4 separate regions of the Sus scrofa genome follow, and regions 2, 3 and 4 are each linked to region 1. Evidence: chromatin contacts called from public targeted proximity ligation data. All regions are on one chromosome and are shown on one strand. The core of a region is the stretch at or near the end of the contact, and the rest is flanking DNA. Distances in the headings are between cores, read along the strand shown.

What was found.
Region 2: a contact with region 1 is called in a targeted proximity ligation map of skeletal muscle. A contact is called at or near these places in 5 of 47 Hi-C or Micro-C datasets (embryonic fibroblasts, fetal heart ventricle, fetal skeletal muscle and 2 more) and 1 of 2 datasets of targeted methods (skeletal muscle).
Region 3: a targeted proximity ligation map of skeletal muscle shows a contact between it and region 1. A contact is called at or near these places in 4 of 47 Hi-C or Micro-C datasets (heart right ventricle, psoas muscle and skeletal muscle) and 1 of 2 datasets of targeted methods (skeletal muscle).
Region 4: a contact with region 1 is called in a targeted proximity ligation map of skeletal muscle. A contact is called at or near these places in 2 of 47 Hi-C or Micro-C datasets (psoas muscle and skeletal muscle) and 1 of 2 datasets of targeted methods (skeletal muscle).

What each region holds. Positions count from the first base shown.
Region 1 is chr4:61,604,517-61,609,018 of Sscrofa11.1, forward strand. No RefSeq gene overlaps it. Among named protein-coding and RNA genes, the nearest start is that of GDAP1, 11 kb to the left of the region's middle.
Region 2 is chr4:61,853,112-61,857,613 of Sscrofa11.1, forward strand. No RefSeq gene overlaps it. Among named protein-coding and RNA genes, the nearest start is that of LY96, 95 kb to the right of the region's middle.
Region 3 is chr4:61,788,324-61,792,825 of Sscrofa11.1, forward strand. No RefSeq gene overlaps it. Among named protein-coding and RNA genes, the nearest start is that of LY96, 160 kb to the right of the region's middle.
Region 4 is chr4:61,763,228-61,767,729 of Sscrofa11.1, forward strand. No RefSeq gene overlaps it. Among named protein-coding and RNA genes, the nearest start is that of JPH1, 140 kb to the left of the region's middle.

The sequences.
Region 1 (4,502 bases), core at 750-3,249:
CTCATGGTTCCTAGTCGGATTCGTTTCCGCTGTGCCACATTGGGAACCCCTCATTCCAGTTTTATAGATGAGGCACAGAGAGGTCAGGAAATTTCCCAAACTCACACTAGCATTAAGTGTCAAAATGGGGACTTAGCCCCAAACATTCATTTCTGGACTCCAAGCTGTGCTCACTGGGGTAGGTCACTAAAAGAACACTTCAGCAATTATGTCAATATTATGTGAATATATATCACTCACAAGCATAAGAGAAATCAAGGGGAGGGGGAAAAAAAAGAGTCACTTCCCAGGATGCTCTGTTGGTATTTGAATAAAATCATTAACATTTCTTTCATTAATGTTACAATAATAGAGATCTATTTATAAATGTTTGCAACTGTGAAAGCCTCTAGGATATTTAGATGTGGGGAATAAAAAGCGTATTCTGTGGCGCGTACTTACCGCTTATCTCTGAAATTGCAGCTTTTTCTTAATAGACATGCTTCCTAAAGTTAATATTTTCTTAAATTTATAGTGTGTTTATATACCATTCATGCTTTCATCATAACCACAGAGTCACCATCCTCTCAGTGGACAATACTTTTTTCTTCTATTTTCCCAATAAATGCTGCAGGTCATCCTCCAGGACACTTTTTTTTATCACCTTCTTTTTATGCTGAAAGGCATCTTCCCCAGGATTTAAGGTCATTTGGCATTTATCCTGGTAATTCAAATTAGAATATTTAATAATACATTGGAGTTTATTTGTTCAATGTCCTTGCTTTTGTCTTCTTTTAGTCACTAAATAATAAGCGGAGAAGTTAATTTATGCCTGCATTGTCCCTGGCCACATGAGAAAGATGGCATTAAAACTCAGAGACATAAGCTTTAAAGAAAGAAAATGCTAATGTTGCAAGGATTGCACTAAGTCAGATTTTGCTCATTGAAAGTATAAATAGGACAAGATAAGGTTCTGGGCAGCAGTGGGTCCCAGGCACCGAATAGTCATCCATGTTCCTTTGGCACCAACTTCAACACACTGGCATGATTTCTTTTTTCTTAGCCACCCAACGTCACCAGGGTCGTTGAGAGAACAAACACGAGAGCCAGTGCTGTAACAACTACTTCACTTATCTTGTTAGTCTTAATCAGATCCTAAAGAAGCAGAGTAGTGACAAGAAAATAAAATGCTAAAGTTTCTAGCGAGATACCAAAATCTAAAACAACATTTCATTTCATTTTTCACTTACAGTATCTCCCAAATAAAAGCAATTATGGTGATCCAGGGGAAAAAGCTTAATTTAAGTCCTAAGCATGGAACGGAAACAAATGGAAGCATGGAATTGAATCTGTACCTGTTCAAGCTACAGGAGGGACACAGGTGGCACATAGCCACAGTGACACGGGTGAACTGTGTGACCTTGGACTGGGTTGGAGAGACCAAGTGAACCCCAAAGATCCAGAGAGAAGGAGGTGGGCTTGATAAGAAATGATATCCTTTTAGAGCAGGGAGGTGTATCAAAAAAAGGGAAAGTGGTCAATTCAGGTGATGCTTTGGTTTTCAAAAGGCAGGGGGGGAAATTGGGTACCTATATATTAGCTTAAAATGTTTTTCGTCTAAAAAGAGACTGTATGCAAGTTATGAAAATATGAAAGCCCTGTGTGACCAATTCCACGTGGCCAAAGAAAGGAAAGATGGTAAAACCACAACCACCCAGAGACACTGCTGTATATTGTATGAAACTGAAATACACGTCGAAGAAATGGTGGGGAGTCAGGTCGCTGGGCTGGCAAAGGGAGGACCTGGAGAGTTTTGAAGGGAGGGAGACGCGGCTTCCTCCAAGACCTCCTGGAGCAAAGGTGCTGATTCTGTACAACCAAGGGGCTGAAATCCGATGGGCCCGCTTTAAATAACTGATGACCCACAAGAGCCCTCTTTTTCACCTTCCCCCTTACGCATGTGCCTTGATGGCTGTGGCAGCTGCAGATAACAGCAAGTTCTCAGGCAGACATGCAGGGAAGTTCTGGGCTCAGCTCTCAAGAGCCCTGAGCCAGCTGTCCGGAAAGCAGCAGCCGATTTAGAACACATTCCCCTGTGGCCAGAAGGGGGCCGAGTCCCCTCCAGCCCTGCGGTGGGGTCCGTGCCACCCTCCTTTGTGTACTAAGTCACCCCAAATCAAGAGGCTCTGTCAGGTAACTTTTTCTGCATGAATCCTCTATACCCCTGAGCCAGCCCCATGTAGCCAGGAGGCTGGTTAGGTGCCGCAAATGTGATCCCTGTCTGTCGCTTCGGCCTCAGCAGAAGAGCTAGCGACATGACCATATTTATTGCTGTTGCTATTCTGGGGTCTGGATGACGTTTTTCTCCCCTTGTGGCTGAGCACTGCCCGTTCATCTTTCACCGCTCCCCTCCAAGTCTGCGAGGCTCAAACCAGCGATGCAAATAGACTCTATCGGGAAGAAAGTTAAAATGAGAAGTTCTGAAGTATTCCCAAATCTATTTGCTGTGTGGCATGAAAAGTTATAAATTCTGTGGTCTTGTCTTCGAAATGTGTACTGTTAGCATCCCACTCTTATCACAAACTGCACTTGGTAGGACCTTGGCTAAGGAAAGAGAACGTGCGGTGGATAAACGGGGAGGGAAAACAATCTGGCTGATAAGCACTGCTTGGAAATTTGGCAAATGTTGACTTTTCCACCCTTGAGTGTTGGGAGTGTCCAAATGTTACCAGAACACTTGAAGCTTTTCACTTGCCTCGGGCTCTTCCTTACTAAGACACTCCTCTTTTGTGACGCAAAAGGGGCTAATTGACACGCCACAGAAACTCCTATTAAGGATACAATAGTGCAGGGCACAGGTGACACGGCTCCTAGAAAGTAACTATATACAGACTTTCTAAATGAAGAGCTTAGAGACATAAATAACTAATTACTGCATCATTGCGGGATGCACCCAATGAGCGTGATTCTGACTCGACCACTGACCCTTCTTCCTTACTGATTGCTCAGATCTTCCACCTTAGCTCATAATCCCCCCGAGTTCAGCCTCACCTGGCTGATCATCTGCCCTTGGCAATGGTTACATCTCTAGCTCTGCTAAAATGACTCTTCAGATTTCCTGAGCCATGCCGCAAATCCACTCTGTCACTCACAAGACAGCAGAACATTTTAAGGGAGGCAGTGGGTTGCAGAGCTGCGGGCATGGGCTCTGGAGCCAACCGCCTGGGTTTGAATCCCCCGCTGGGCCTTGGCCCAGTTGGGGCACCTCTTTAAACCTCCATTTCCTCTGTAAAATTAGGGCGATAACAGTAACCTCCTTCTAGGGTTGTTGTGAGAATTAAATGGGAAAAGATATGTAAACACAGAGTTAGAAAAATGAAAAGGCTGAGAATAGGAGCCTTGCTGTCATTTGAGAGCAGGGACAGTCGGCCTCCCTCTAGGACCGTTTCCTTTGGCTCAACTGTAGTTCATCTCCAAACTGTCTGTTCACTCTCAAAATGACAATATGCAATTGTGCTCCAGAGCAGAGATTTCTGGCTGCCTGCCTGGGAAAATACCTTTCCAGGATCCAGGGTAGTATTTAAAATGCACTAGTAGGAGTTCCCTCTATGGTACAGTGTATGAGGAATTGGACTGCAGCTACAGGGTCACAGGTTCCTGGCGGAGCAGTGGGATCAAGGATGCATAGGTCACAGCTGCAGCTCAGATTCCAATCCCTGACCCAGAACGTCTATATGCTGTGGGTACGACCATAAATTAATAAAAATTATAAAAAAATAAAATACACTATTAGATGGCAGCCTGAAATGTCCATAAAATATAGGAATATTTCAGTAAAAGCACTTAGAACAAAGCCTGGTTGTTCCTGTTAAGAAAGTAATATAGGAGTTCCCATGGTTCAGCAGAAATGAACCCAATTAGTATCCATGAGGATGCAAGTTCAATCCCTGGCCTTAATCAGTTGGTTAAGGATCCAGCATTGCCATGAGCTGTAGTGTAGGTCACAGACGTGGCTCATATCTGGCGTTGCTGTGGCTATGGCATAGGCCAGCAGCTACAGCTCCAATTTAACCCCTAGCATGGGACCCTCCATATGCCTCGGGTACGGCCCTGAAAAAGACAAAATAAATTGATATATATACATATCACATATAGGGCTTTTTTGCCCTAATATTGTTTTTGTCTTTCTTCCTTTTTTTCAGTTGCCTATTTCTGTGCCATCACACCTCAAATATATAAAAAAAAGGAAACTGTTTTATTTCTCTGGGACCAAAATTAACATCTCTAGAAACTCATTTCCACTGATAGTGGAAAGACTCTTAATTCTTTGTCCCTTGCAGGGTAACTCAGTCTCTCTAACACAATACAAATCTCTTTGGGGAAATAACTCAGTCATGCTTCTCCCTCCCTCTGGCTGTGGCAGGGAGAGAAGGTGGGGAATGGATCTAATTTTCTGGTGGCTTGCAATTCATCTGACCTCAAGAGAGTGGAATCTGGGGAGTTCCCATTGTGGCTCGGTGGTA
Region 2 (4,502 bases), core at 1,005-3,504, 250 kb after region 1:
AGGTTATATCATCTGTCAAATACATTGTAGAACAGTCAAGCCAGTGTTGCAGGTAATCTTTTATGAAAACAATTTTCCACCTCCATCATTTCTTCTACGTGTATTACTTGACATGATGGCGTTAGGAAGGTATCCATGAATGCTAGCTAGCATGGATAGGTGAAATTTTAATATGAAACAGACTATTGACACACTTGTGAAGCTTCTCCTCACAAACTGTTTAATTGTAAAGAGAAAAAAAAATAGTACTTGACAGTGGAGAAGCCTGGAAAACACCTTAATCAATGACTAAGGTTGAGAAAAATATTACATGTAATATTTATGTGTGTGTATGTAGACAGATGTATAACTATATCAAGAGAGAAAAGGAGAAGAAGGGAAGAGTAAGAAGAGGAGAGGGAAGAAAGTAAGGGAAGGAAGTAAAATAAAAATGAGATGAAAGGTAAGAACTGAAGGACAATTTAAAAGATCACTTAACACTAAACAGATAGGAGCTCTTAAAAGGCAGCTGACTTTACCATGTCATTATCATAGCCCATCAAATCCATCTTTAAGCTAGGCAGAAAAACGTAATTATTTTTAAAAATCACTTAACACTGAACAGAAGAACAATGTTTAAATCATCTGACCCTTTTGGAAGTCTTTTAGAAATGCATGCTATATAAATAATGTGTTAATGCAGTTCCCATCGTGGCTCAGTGGCTAACAAATCCGACTAGGAACCATGAGGTTGCAGGTTCCATCCCTGGCCTTGCTCAGTGGGTTAAGGATCCCGCATTGCCGTGAGCTGTGGTGTAGGTTGCAGACGTGGCTCAGATCCTGCATTGCTGTGGCTCTGGCGTAGGCCGGCGGCTACAGCTCAGCTTCGATTGGACCCCTAGCCTGGGAACCTCCATATGCCGCAGGTGCAGCCCTAGAAAAGGCAAAAAGACAAAAATAAATAAATAATGTGTTACGTTTCTACTCCACAGCTGTAGACAGACTCACAGAAATATCTAAGAAGATAACAGTGGGGCAAAGGGATGAGAAAGAAAGAGCAGTCCAAATTGAATAGGAATCTTAATTTTTAAAAACAGCGTGGGTGTGGACATACATTAATGCATGCCACTTTACCCTGGCTTAAAAACTTTTACAAATCCAGTGAGAGATTTGAATATAAGAGAAACTGATAGAATTTTTATACCAAACAAAACTCAAACATTTCACTTAAATCCTGTTCAATCCAAAGGGCAGATCCCCCAGCAGTCACACACCACAGCCTGCATCCCCAAATTGCAGTGCCTAGAGTTGTCTCTGAGAAGCCAAGCAAGAGAGCATCTTCTGTCCTCATAATCATACGCTCCCAGGTACAAAATGTGAAGTAAATGATTAACCTATGAAAGCATTCTGGGGAAAGACAGGCAGGGTAATGACCTCAAAGACTGCAAAATCTTTCATGAGACCCCTGAACTTGCCCCTCTTCTGGAATGGGGGATACAAGACGGGGCATTTCCCTTTGCAGGAGCCCAGGAACCAGCGCACAGCCCAGCTGTCCATCCCAACCAGGAGGGTAGGATCCCAGTGCAGCCGAGCACCCAGCAAAGGGTTTTCTCCTTTGCAAGCAGTTGTCTTTTTCCTGGCAAATAAGCCAGGTGCTGGAAACTTTACCCAGACAGGGAGGGAAAGAGAGGAAAGGAAGTAGGAGAGGGAGGAGGAGGAAGGAAGAAAATGGAATCCTTAGAGAAAAAGGAAAGATGGCTTCAAGATGGTTACCATTTGAAACAATTTCAGAAACGTGCACACTTTTCAAAGCATTTAAAGCTTCTCAAAGCTCTGAAAAGGCACAAGCCTGCAAGGAGGTCTTTTCCCTCAGCCCTGAGGTCTCTTCCCCAACTGGAGAAAAACAGAAAAGAGATCTCAAACTCAGAGTGACAAAAGTATGCATGCTTGTGGGAGCTTTATGGCTGGTTGGGTTTCATTCCTTTGTTTAAACAGAAACTGTTCTTGCAAATTACCAACCCCGAGGGAGGCCTTGTCAGTGTGCTTCCCAAGGCTCACCTCATTTCGGTGCTTTCATTACACCTATTTCTATTTGTCACACATTTCTCTCCCTTTCACCTGAACAAGGGAAGTACCTTCCGCAAGCTCCTTAATTAAATCTTATTTTATCTTGCAACTACCAGGAAAAAAACAAAGTCATTCGGGGTCATCTCTTCAAGGTTGAGAAGCCTGAGCCACCCACCTGCTCCTGCTCGTCAAAATTAAATCTGCCAAGTGCTGAGTTGCTTGAAAATGTCCTGTTAAGTCATTTAAAGACATAGCTCTTCGTATAGCTAGCAAAGCATAACATGAATATGAGACGGACACCTTGCCACAATCACAGGACCTCTCCACCAAATGTTTTCTTTAGAAAACAAAAGAAGCTCCCATCAGAAAGTGTTATCATCATCTGTCTTTCCTCTTCACATTAGTTCTTTAATCAAGCATTCTTTCACCCAGTGAACCGTGGAATCTTCCTCAACAGTTAAGGATTTTTCTGAGGAATAACTGACATAACATAATATAGCTTCAGGTGTACAACATAATGATTTGACATCTGTATATATTACAAAAGGATCGCCACAATTAGGTCCAATTAACGTCCATCACCGTACATAGTTACAAAATTTGTTTCTTGTGATGAGAATTTTCAAGCTTCTCTCTTAGCTACTCTCAAATATTCGATACGGTATTATTAACCATAGTCACCAAGCTGTACATTGTATCCCTGTGACTTATTCGTTTTATAACTGAAAGTTTGTACATTTTGACCCCCCCCTTTACCCATTTCTCCCAGCCCCCACCCTCATACCACCTTACTCCCCATCTCAGGCAATTATCAATCTCTTCTCTACAACCATGAGCTCAGGATTTTTTGTTGGGTTTTTGTTGTTCGTTTTTTTGGATTCCACATATGAGATCATCAGGTATCGTTTTTTTCTGTGTTATGTCACTTAGCATAATGCCCTCGAGGCCCATGCATGTTCTTGCAAATAACAAAATTTCACTCATTTTATGGCTGAATAACATTCCATTGTGTATCTATACATGTACGTGTGTACTTATCCATTCATTCATTGATGGAGCTGTAGGTCATTTGTATACATAGGCTATTGTTAATAATGCTGCAATGAACACAGGAGTGCATATATCTTTTTTTTTTTTTTTTTTTTTTTTTTTTGGCTGCCCCATGGCATGTGGAGTTCCTGGGCCAGGGATCATATCCGAGCTGCAGTTGGGACCTATTGCAGCAACATTAGATCCTTTAACGCACTGTGTTGGGCCGGCGATCAAACCTGTGTCCTGGCACTGCAGAGATGCTGCCCACCCTGTTGCACCTCAGCAGGAAGACTATATATATATATAGTCTTATATATAGTCTTTTTGCCTTTTCTAGGGCCGCTCCCGAGGCATACGGAGATTCCCAGGCCAGGGGCCTAATTGGAGCTATAGCCACCAGCCTACACCAGAGCGACAATCATGCAGGATCTGAGCCGCGTTTGTGACCTACACCACAGCTCTCGGCAATGCCAGATCCTTAACCCACTGAGCAAGGCCGGGGATCGAACACACAACCTCATGGTTCCCAGTCAGATTCGTTAACCACTGTGCCACAACGGGAACTCCGATATACCTTTTCAAATTAGAGTTTTCATTTTCTTTGGGGAAAATACCCAGAAGTGGTATTGCTGTGTCATATAGCAGTTCTAGTTTTTTTAATAAACTTCCAAAATATTCCATAATGGCTGTACCAATTTACATTCCTACCAGCAATGCACAAGGGTTCCCTTTTCTTCACATTCTCAGCAACGCTTGTTATTTGTCTTTTTGATAATAGCCATGCTAACATGAGGCGATATCGCATTGTGATTTTTGTTTTTCCCTGACGACTAATGATGTTGACCACCTATTATCTCTTCTTTGGAAAAATATCTATTTATATCCTCTGACTATTCTATTAAGTTGTATGAGTTCTTTACATATGGTAATTATTAACCCCTTATTTGATACACGATTTGTAAATATTTTCTTTCATTCCCTATATGTTGCCTTTGGTTGACAGTTTCTTTTGCTATGCAGAAGCTTTTTAGTTTGATGCAGTCCCATTTATTTTTTGCTGTTGTTGTCTTTGCTTTTGGCATGAAATCCAAAAAAATTATCACCAAAACCAATGTCAAGGAGTTTACCACCTATGTTTTCTTCTATGAGCTTTATAGTTTAAGGTTTTACATCCAAGTCTTTAATCCATTTTGAGTTAATTTTTGTGTATAAGATAGTGGTCCAGTTTTCTAACACCATTTATTGAAGAGACCTTCCTTTCCCCATAATATATTCTTGGCTCCTTTCTTGTAAATTAATTGATTATATATGTATGGGTTTATTTCTAGATTCTCTATTCTGTTCCATGGATCCACGGATCCATTTTTTTTCCAATACCACACTGTTTTGATTACTATAGCTTTTACCATAGTTTGAAAACAGGA
Region 3 (4,502 bases), core at 763-3,262, 180 kb after region 1:
CCCACTTTAACCACTGCTCCTGCCTCTGCCAAAAAAAAAAAAAAAGACACTTTGGAACATCTAGTCAGCAGTGAACAGACCTCTCTGTTCATTGAAATATTCTCTTGCAGTATGATCGGCTTGATCAACTTAAGATAAAAATGAGGCCAGCAGCTATGGCCCCGATTCAACCCCTAGCCCAGGAACCTCCATATGCTGGGGGTGTGGTCCTAAAAAGCAAAAAAAAAAAAAAAAAAAAAAAAGATACAAATGAAATCACATCTCCTTTATTATTCTAATTAACCCCCAGGGCCCCCATCTAGCTCCCCTCCCCTAGCACTAAGATCTATATCTTCTCTGAGATTTCCAAGAATCAAGGGATTTATTTATTCCAAAGGGAGTGAGTCGAGAGAGAAACACAGTCCCCGCTAGTCCCATGCTCTTGTCCACCACAAGGTGTCACTGTTGAACACTGGTCCTGCACAGTTTGGTGCCCATAAGAGTTTACGGCAGTGATGCTCTGTCTGAGCTGGCTCCCTATAACCTTGCTTTATAACTTGCTCTCTTGATTCAGACTCACATGCTAAGACAATGTTCTCCAGAGCCAGAATCAAGTCAGTGGGTGTCCAGCCTCAGCCACACACTGTGACCCAGTCTTCTCCCTCAAACCCTGTGGGCCTCTGTGATGAGTCCAGAGTACCCAATGCAAACTGGTCCATGGGACTCCAAGAGTTCTATCAACAGAGTTGCCTTGTTAAGCCAAACAAAAGATTGTTATGCCCTTCAAAAGGGCTTTGCACTCAGCATGCTAGAGAGTTTCACTCAAAGAACTCTTCTCTGAACAAAGATCTACTCCAAAATTGTTTGCTGGAGCCACCTATAGTGTGAATTACTGACAGTCTCGCTTGCTAAAAATAATTTGATGAGATACCTTGTTTTGCATTTCAATTCTTGATAAATAAATCTGGCACCCCTGAGGAACTTCTGGAGGGACACCGACCTTTTGGTCTGAAATGACAATCAATATTCTTCCTTAACTGAACAGAATTTGCTGCCATATTGCAGAACCATAAACTGATACGCCAAGTAGCTTCTAGAACTGCTCTCCCCTTCTTTATGCCTGGAAATCCTTTTCCTCAGTTCACAGTTGGGTTTGGCCAAGGAGAGCTATCTTCGAGAAGTGAAAGGTAAGAAGTGACCACCACAGACGCCTTCTCAAGTTGGATGGCCCTGTCCATGTAGCTCCCCTCCCAGTTTGATTGTCATGGCTCCCCACTCTTGCTACCCCCAGGGCGCTGCACTATTCCTCGTTGGTATCCCTAATGCTGCCCATGCCTTGAAAAACATCCCTTTGCTAGGCCATCTTCACATTTCCAGGTTGGTGGGCACCATCTCTTTCCTGCTGGAACCAGGGCCCATATATTCAGGAGGAAGAGAAAAACATAGTCTCTGTTATCTAAGCAAACTAAGCTTCTGATTACTGCCACTCTGTATACAAAGTGCTCCCCCATGGCCAGATTCAAAAGGACCAACCTTAGCTCTATCCCTAGGTCTGCATTTCAAAGCCTCCCTCCACCCCCCACCAATACCAATACCAAGGTTGTTCTTGAGGAAGCTTAGGGTGTCTTATTTCTGCCAAGCAATACCCAGCAGCTCTGGGCCAAGGGCAAATTGATTTTCAGTAAATTGGCCTCTCAGCATATTGAAGATTATTTTGGCAAGTTGGTTTTTGGTCAAGTGACTTGCTTTCACACTCAATATTTCCCCAGCTCCCGAGTGCATATCCTTATTCTTGCTTAAACAGTGTCGCTTCCACTGCCTCACAGGATCCTCCAAGAGAGAGACTCAGAGGGAGAATCATGTGAGAATCGGCCTTGTGTTTTCCCCAGCCCTCTGCTAGGGCCAAATACTGTGTTTTGCATAAATAGCTCCTTGGTAAATGTTTGTGAAAGAAAGCCTGATGAACAAAAGATACAGTGAAACACTGAAGCAAAGACAAACAGAATCCATCAGAGATAGATAAACCTATGGACAGACAGGGTTTCTAGCTCCCTGTGAAACAGTCGCTAAGAGAGAAAGGAAGGAGGGGGTAGATGGAAGGTTTCAGAAGAGGAAGAAAGGAAAAGAAGAAAGGAAGGGGAAATTAACAAGAAAAGGCAAATTTCCTTTCATTAATCTATCTTAAGAAAAAAAAAGAGTATCTTTATAATCATGGACTTACATATAAGGGTACACATTTGAAAGGATTTTGTCACTAAAACATCTTGATTATTTCCAATAAAGTCTTTCTTTAAAATCTCTAGTAATTACATAACTGATGCCCAACATGTTTCTTCCCTAACAGTATTCTCAAATTTTGATTCTCAAGCCCCATACAGATTATTTTCACTCTCCCCAGAAAAAGCTCTCTGGAAATTTAAAACCCAAACCAGAAGCCTGACCAGGATCCAAACATGAATATGGTGGATCTGTCTCTGATTTCTAAAATAGGACCAGAGAAATTACTTTCGAGGCAGTATTTTTAGCAGCATGAGGGAAGGCGCTCCCTGTGCTGCTGCTTGGCAGGCTCGCAGTCTGCCACTCCTGAGCCTGTGCCTTGAATCCTCCTGTCACTCGGCTTCTGCACCAGTCAGCATCCTCGCTCCTGCCCTAGAGCCCGTGAAGCAGTCTGCAAGGACTGGAGTGGGCAGGTTGAAGACAGTAAGAGCTCATTCCCTTGACAACTGGGCCGAGAAAAAAGAATCCATTTATCACCCAGTTGCAAAGTTCCAGGAACAGCCCGATTTAAAGAGAAGCCAACTCGTGCTTATTGAGAGTAGGTGCTCAATGTATTTCAAAATCAGTCCTTGGAAAAGCAAATACCATTCTCCTCTTTCTACAGATAAGGAAAAGGGAGGCTTGGAGAGGTGAAATAACATGCCCAATTCCCGAGTTAACTGTCACAGCAATTAATGAATGAATAGCCAACTTTTTTTTTTTTTTTTTTGCTTTTTTTAGGGCTGCACATATGCATATGGAAGGTCCTAGGCTAGGGGTCCAATCGGAGCTGCAGCTGCCAGCCTATGCCACAGGCACAGCAATGTGGGATCCTAGCCATGTCTGCGACCCATACCATAGCTCACTGCAATGCAGGATTCCTAACTCGCTGAGCAAGGCCAGGGATGGAACCTGTGTCCTCATGGATACTAGTTGGATTCATTACCACTGAGCCACAACAAGAACTCCCAATAGCCAACATTTTAATTTTTGTTATTTTGCTCTTTTCCATTATGGTTTATTATAGGATATTGAATATACCTCCCTGTGCTCTACAGTGGGTCCTTGTTGTTTATCGATCTAATATACAGTAGTTTATATCTGCTAATCTCAAGCTCCTAATTTATCCCTCGCCTACCCACTTTCCCCTCTGTAAGCATAAGTTTTCCCTGTCTGTGAGTCTGTTTCTGTTTCATAAAGAAGTTCGTTTGTGTCATATTTTAGATTCTGCACATAAATGATATCATGTGGTATTTGTCTTTCTCTGACTTCACTTCGTATGATAATCTCTAGGTCCATCCAGGTTGCTGCAAACTAACCAACATTTTATAATGTGACATTGTTTATCATGCCATTCTGCTCATCAGAGTAACAAACCCAACAGACTGAACATGCATTATCATGATTCCCATACCACGGAATGGAAAACTGAGGTTTAGAAAAGAAGAGGAAATTCTAAGCTCTCACATCTGGAAAGGAGCAGAGTTGGGGGGGAGCCGGTGACTTCTGACTTCCTGGAGCCAGTTCCATGTGCCACCCACTGGCTCAGGATGATGGCTAGTCCTCTACATTGTGTGTCAAAGACGCAAAAGCCAGGATAGTCTGGTGAGGATGTCACAGTAGTGAAATTGCAAATCGTCTCTCTACGTCTAGACACTCCCTAGATGACTGGCTCATTGGCGCTAGGGGACAGGGGCGGGGTGTGAAGGGAGCAGGTGGGAGGGGAATAGCTAACACCACATGGCATTCAGCTTAGAGAAATCTTTTCTTTGCAAAGCATGACTCAGGAAAGCTGGATGAACATATGTCCCATTTCTCCCGAGCAGTCGAAATCTACGCTGCTGTCCTGGTATCACTAGGCGTGGTGCCCTCGTTTATTCTCAAAAGCATCCTGGCTTGCCCAATAAATCATATAGTCATCCTACACACAGAACTTTGTACTTCATAATGTTCTAAAGCCGAATGCTTCTTCGGCACTCCAAAACATAACTGTAGCACCAATGTTGATCAAACAGGTGCATCACGATACACTAATGTCAGGAACCCACAAGGGCAGAGGCCAGACTGTGTGTGGAATTTGCACTCTCTCAGTGTTTTCAGGTTGGTGGACAAAGCAGCAAATCCTGCTTTTCCCAGGTGCACTGCAAGAGGCCCCCTAGAAAATTTTCCCAAAGCAATGTCATTGCTAAGAGACAGCAAGAAGATATCTTACCGCTGGAGCTCTTTGTTGCTATAATAATGAGACTAACTCTGAAGTAAAAAAAGTA
Region 4 (4,502 bases), core at 1,419-3,918, 160 kb after region 1:
TGGGCCTATGTGGCAAGAGGGGCAGAGGGGGGGCACTTGTAAGAGGCATGACCCTGTGTCTTAGTCTGTTCAGGCTGCTATACCAAAATGCCACAGACTGTGTGGCTTATAAACCCAGAAACTTCTTTCTCACCATTCTGGAGTCTGAAGTCCAAGGGCAAGGCATGAGCACATCCAGGTGAGAGCCCTCTTCCTGGCTTATGGCTGGCACCTGCTCACATATCCTTCCTTGATGGAAAAGGAAGGGCGCTCTTTTATCAGGACACGAACCCCATTCCTCAGGGCTTCCCCCCACCACCATGACCCAAGCACCTCCCAAAGCTCCTTCCTCCTAATACCATCATCTTTGGGGGTTTGGGTCTCAACATATGAAATTGAGAGAGACCCAATGAGAGCATAGCGCCCTAGCCATTAGCATACATTGATGTGTCCCTCCTTATTTGTCTTGAATATCTGATTTTTTTTTTTTTTTTTAGGGCTGCCCCTGCGGCATATGGAAGTTCCCAGGTTAGGGGTAGAATGGGAGCTTCAGCTGCCGACCGACACCACAGCCACAGCCACGCCAGATCCTTAACCCACTGAGCGAGGCCAAGGATCAAACCTGCATCCCCACAGATACTAGTCGGGTTTGTTATCACTGAGTCACAACAGGAACTCCAGGTTTGTTTTTTTTTTTTTTTTTTGTCAACTGAAAATCCTCAGGATGGGACAGAGTCTGTCTGCGAAGGGGAAGAGACAGTGGAAGCTCACTTTCTTTTCCACATGAGGACTTAGAAAGGAGGAGCCATTGGCAAGGCAGGAGGCGAGGCCTCGCCAGGAAGTGAAACTGCGGGTGCCTCGCACTGGGATTTTCAGCCTCCAGGACTGTAAGAAAGCCACCCAGTCTGTGGTATGTCATAAAGCAGCCCCAACTATGAGCATCCTCATGTGCTGTTACCTCTCTCTCTCTCTGATCTATGAGACTACAAACGTCATAAAACAGGAAATAGAACTTTTTTCTTTATAAGGTTTCTGGCATCGTTACATTTCTGGAACAATCTGCAAATCCTAGGAAATGTTGAATCAATGTACTGAATCCATGAATATGTGTCACACACAGAAATGGGGTCCTTCCACTGAGAGACTTAATTTGAACATGTGGTTCTTATGGCTGGAATTTCAGGAATGGAGCAAGTGAGAATCTCTGGGCCCCTCTTATATCCTGGAAAGGCAGCTGCTCCTTTGGCTCTGCCTGGGTGAGCCCTAAAAATACTTGTTCTTCTTTCTACTCCTCTCCTCACTCCCTCCTTTATTTTTTTTTTTTTTTTAGGCCTGCACGTGCGTCATATGGAGGTTCCCAGGCTAGGGGTCGAATTGGAGCTACAGCAGCCAGCCTATGCCACCAGCCACAGCCACGCAGCATCTGAGCTGCTTCTGCGACCTACACCACAGTTCATCACAGCAATACCAGATCCTTAACCCACTGAGCAAGGTCAGAGATCCAATCCACAACCTCATGGATGCTACTCAGGTTCATTAATGCTGCGTCAGGGTGGGAACTCCCTCCTCACTCCTTCCTTAATGAGGCCTTAAACTGAGCCCTTGGTTTCTGCTTTATCCAAATGTGTGCATGTGAGAAATCTCCACATAGAGATTCTGTTTCATGGTTCACTTTTCCATTCTGGGCTCCATACTTGCTACATGTGACTTGCGGTTGGGAAAAAAATCCCTCAAAGCACAGACCTCGAGGCTAAGATCATCTGTAAAATGATGATCAGGAACATTATATGCTTTTTCTCATCTAAGCTACAAGTAGTTGCAAAATTCGATTATGTGGAAAGCCCTGCTTTCTCCACTCTTTTTTTTTTCTTTTTTTTCTTTTTAGTTGCATAAATGTTTTTTAGGGCCGCATCCAAGGCATAGGGAAGTTCTCAGGCTAGGGGTCGGATGGGAGTTGCATATGCTGGCTGGATCCAAGCCGGATCCAAGCCTCAGCTGTGACCTACACCACAGCTTACAGCAACCCCAGATCCTTAACCTGCTGAGCAAGGCCAGGGGTTGAACCCACATCCTCTTGGATACTAGTTGGGTTTGTTACCGCTGAGCCACTGCGGGAACTCCATCTCTACTCTCTCAAAGTGAGAAGGAATCCAGCAAGGTGAGTTCCAAATCTTGTCTTCTTTCGTTTTCTGCATTTGTTATTTCCAAGAGAAACACTCGCTTTCTCAGCTACCTGCTAGAGTCATGCTGGAAAGTGAGATGAATCATCAAGTTTCCACGGCAGCTATAGGGAACCTGAGCCAGGCAACTGGACACTTGTGTATAGAGGGCTTGTAACACCCATGCTACCCAGACAGAGCTCACTTATTTTCCATAGCATTTTAAAACTGGGCCTGGCACCACTATTCGCCCTATTTATAGTTTAACATGCAACATAATATTTACTCCAGGCTCCAATAGGAATGCTTCTTTTAAATGTCAGTGGATTATTTACTATGGTAAACTAATTAGTTGCATAAATGCTTTCCCTTTGCAGGGTGGGTGAGGAGGAGACCGTTAATGCTTCTCGGATTCACCAAGGATTATTGTTGTTTGAAGTTCTTTTACATTTAAGAGAGTTATTACAGGACTGCCCGACTTTGCATGCATAGAACATCTGTTGCTTAAGTGACGTGAAGCTTTTTTAAATTTTAACTCACGTGGGTGAAATACAACAGAACGTGAAGGCTGTACATCCTGGATTCTGAGAGAAGCGGTGCAATGTCAACACGGGAAGAACGTTAACATTCTGTGTCCTCGATTAGCAATTCTAATTCACGCTGCCTTTGTGACAATTCGATCAACACACAAAACAGTGATAAATGAAAGAAGCGTGGAAGGTCAATGGCCCCCTAAGGAATGATTATAGCGGTTGAAGGCGGGTTTTCTTCTTGGACTTCTCGGGAATTCAGTTCAGTGATGAGAGTGAATAGCAAATGCCATCTGTATTTGGGGAATTGTCCTGTCAAGGCACGTTTCATCTTGGGGAGTGGAGGACATGTTTTTCCAGTCCTGATCACAAAGGGATTATCAGTAGGAAAAAATGCTTAATGGGACATCAAATCCTGTGGGAGAGAAATCTCTTTCAAAAAATAAAACGGCCATGTGTGTTTTTTTCGTACTTTTCACCCCCGGACCTTATTTTTTCAAAACAGGAAGATTTTAAGTAGGGGAGGCATTCCTGATCAAGGAAGCAGCATAAAGTCAATCCTACAGATGAACAATATCACAAATCAAAAATAGTCACAATCACATAGAGAACAGACTTGTAGTTGCCCAGGGGGAGGGAGGAGAGAGAGGAGTTTGGGGTTAGGAGATACAAACTATTCCATTTTAGAATGGGTATGCAATGAGGTCCTTCTGTACAGTGCAGGGAACTATATCCAGTCCCCTGGGATAGAACATGATGGCAAATAATATACAAAGGAATGTATATATATATATGTATAATTATACAAAGCAATGTATAATTGTCACTTTGCTGAAATTGGCACAACATTGTAAATCAAGTATATTTTAATTTAAAAAGTTAATTTAAAAATACTCATAATCAACTGCTGCCTTAATCACACTAATAACTCCCAAATTTTCTCTACATAAGCCCAATTCTAAATGCATCACATGAACTGTCATTCAATCCTCACAGCAGACTGGGGAAGGTAAATATGGTTATATGGTTATTCCTTCCATGTTAAAGATGAAATTCAGGCCAAAAAAAGAAGGTTCCCCCAAGGTGGAGTGATGAGGCTGGAATATGATAAAGGAAAATTCTCATACTGTGATTTGGGGAACCCAGAGGTTACCTGGGACCCTTTGAGGGGATCCATGAAGTCAAAACTCTATTGTAATAATGCTAAACTCTTTGGGCTTTTTGTTGTTGTTGTTTTGGGTTTTCTTTTTTTTTCTGTCTTTTTAGGGCCGCCCCTGGGGCATATGAAAGTTACCGAGCTAGGGGCCAAATCCAAGCTGTAGCTGCCGGCCTACACCACAGCCACAGCAACGCAGGATCCAAGCCTCATGAGACCGATACCACAGCTCATGGCAACGCTGGATCCCTAACCCACTGAGTGAGGCCAGGGATAGAACCTGCATCCTTGTGGATACTAGTCAGATTCATTACCACTGAGCCACAATGGAAACTCCAATAATGCTAAACTGTTATTTGTCCTGTTTACTCTCATTCTCCCACAGGTATACAAGGAGGTCTTTCCAGATGCTACACAGTGTGTGACACTGTAACAGACTGCATCCAGATAAGAGAATCCAGCTGGATTTCTACTAAGCAACACACCTAGGAGCTATGCAAAAATGAAACAGTGTTGCTTATCTCACTAAATGTGGGGTTTTGTTTTGAAAAATACACTTAATTTCATAAAAATTATATGGTTTATATTCATATGTAATGGGTTTATTATACTTATTTTTAAATGAATTAATAAATGTGTTTATATTTTCTTGGATTTAATTTGTAATGTAGTAAATAT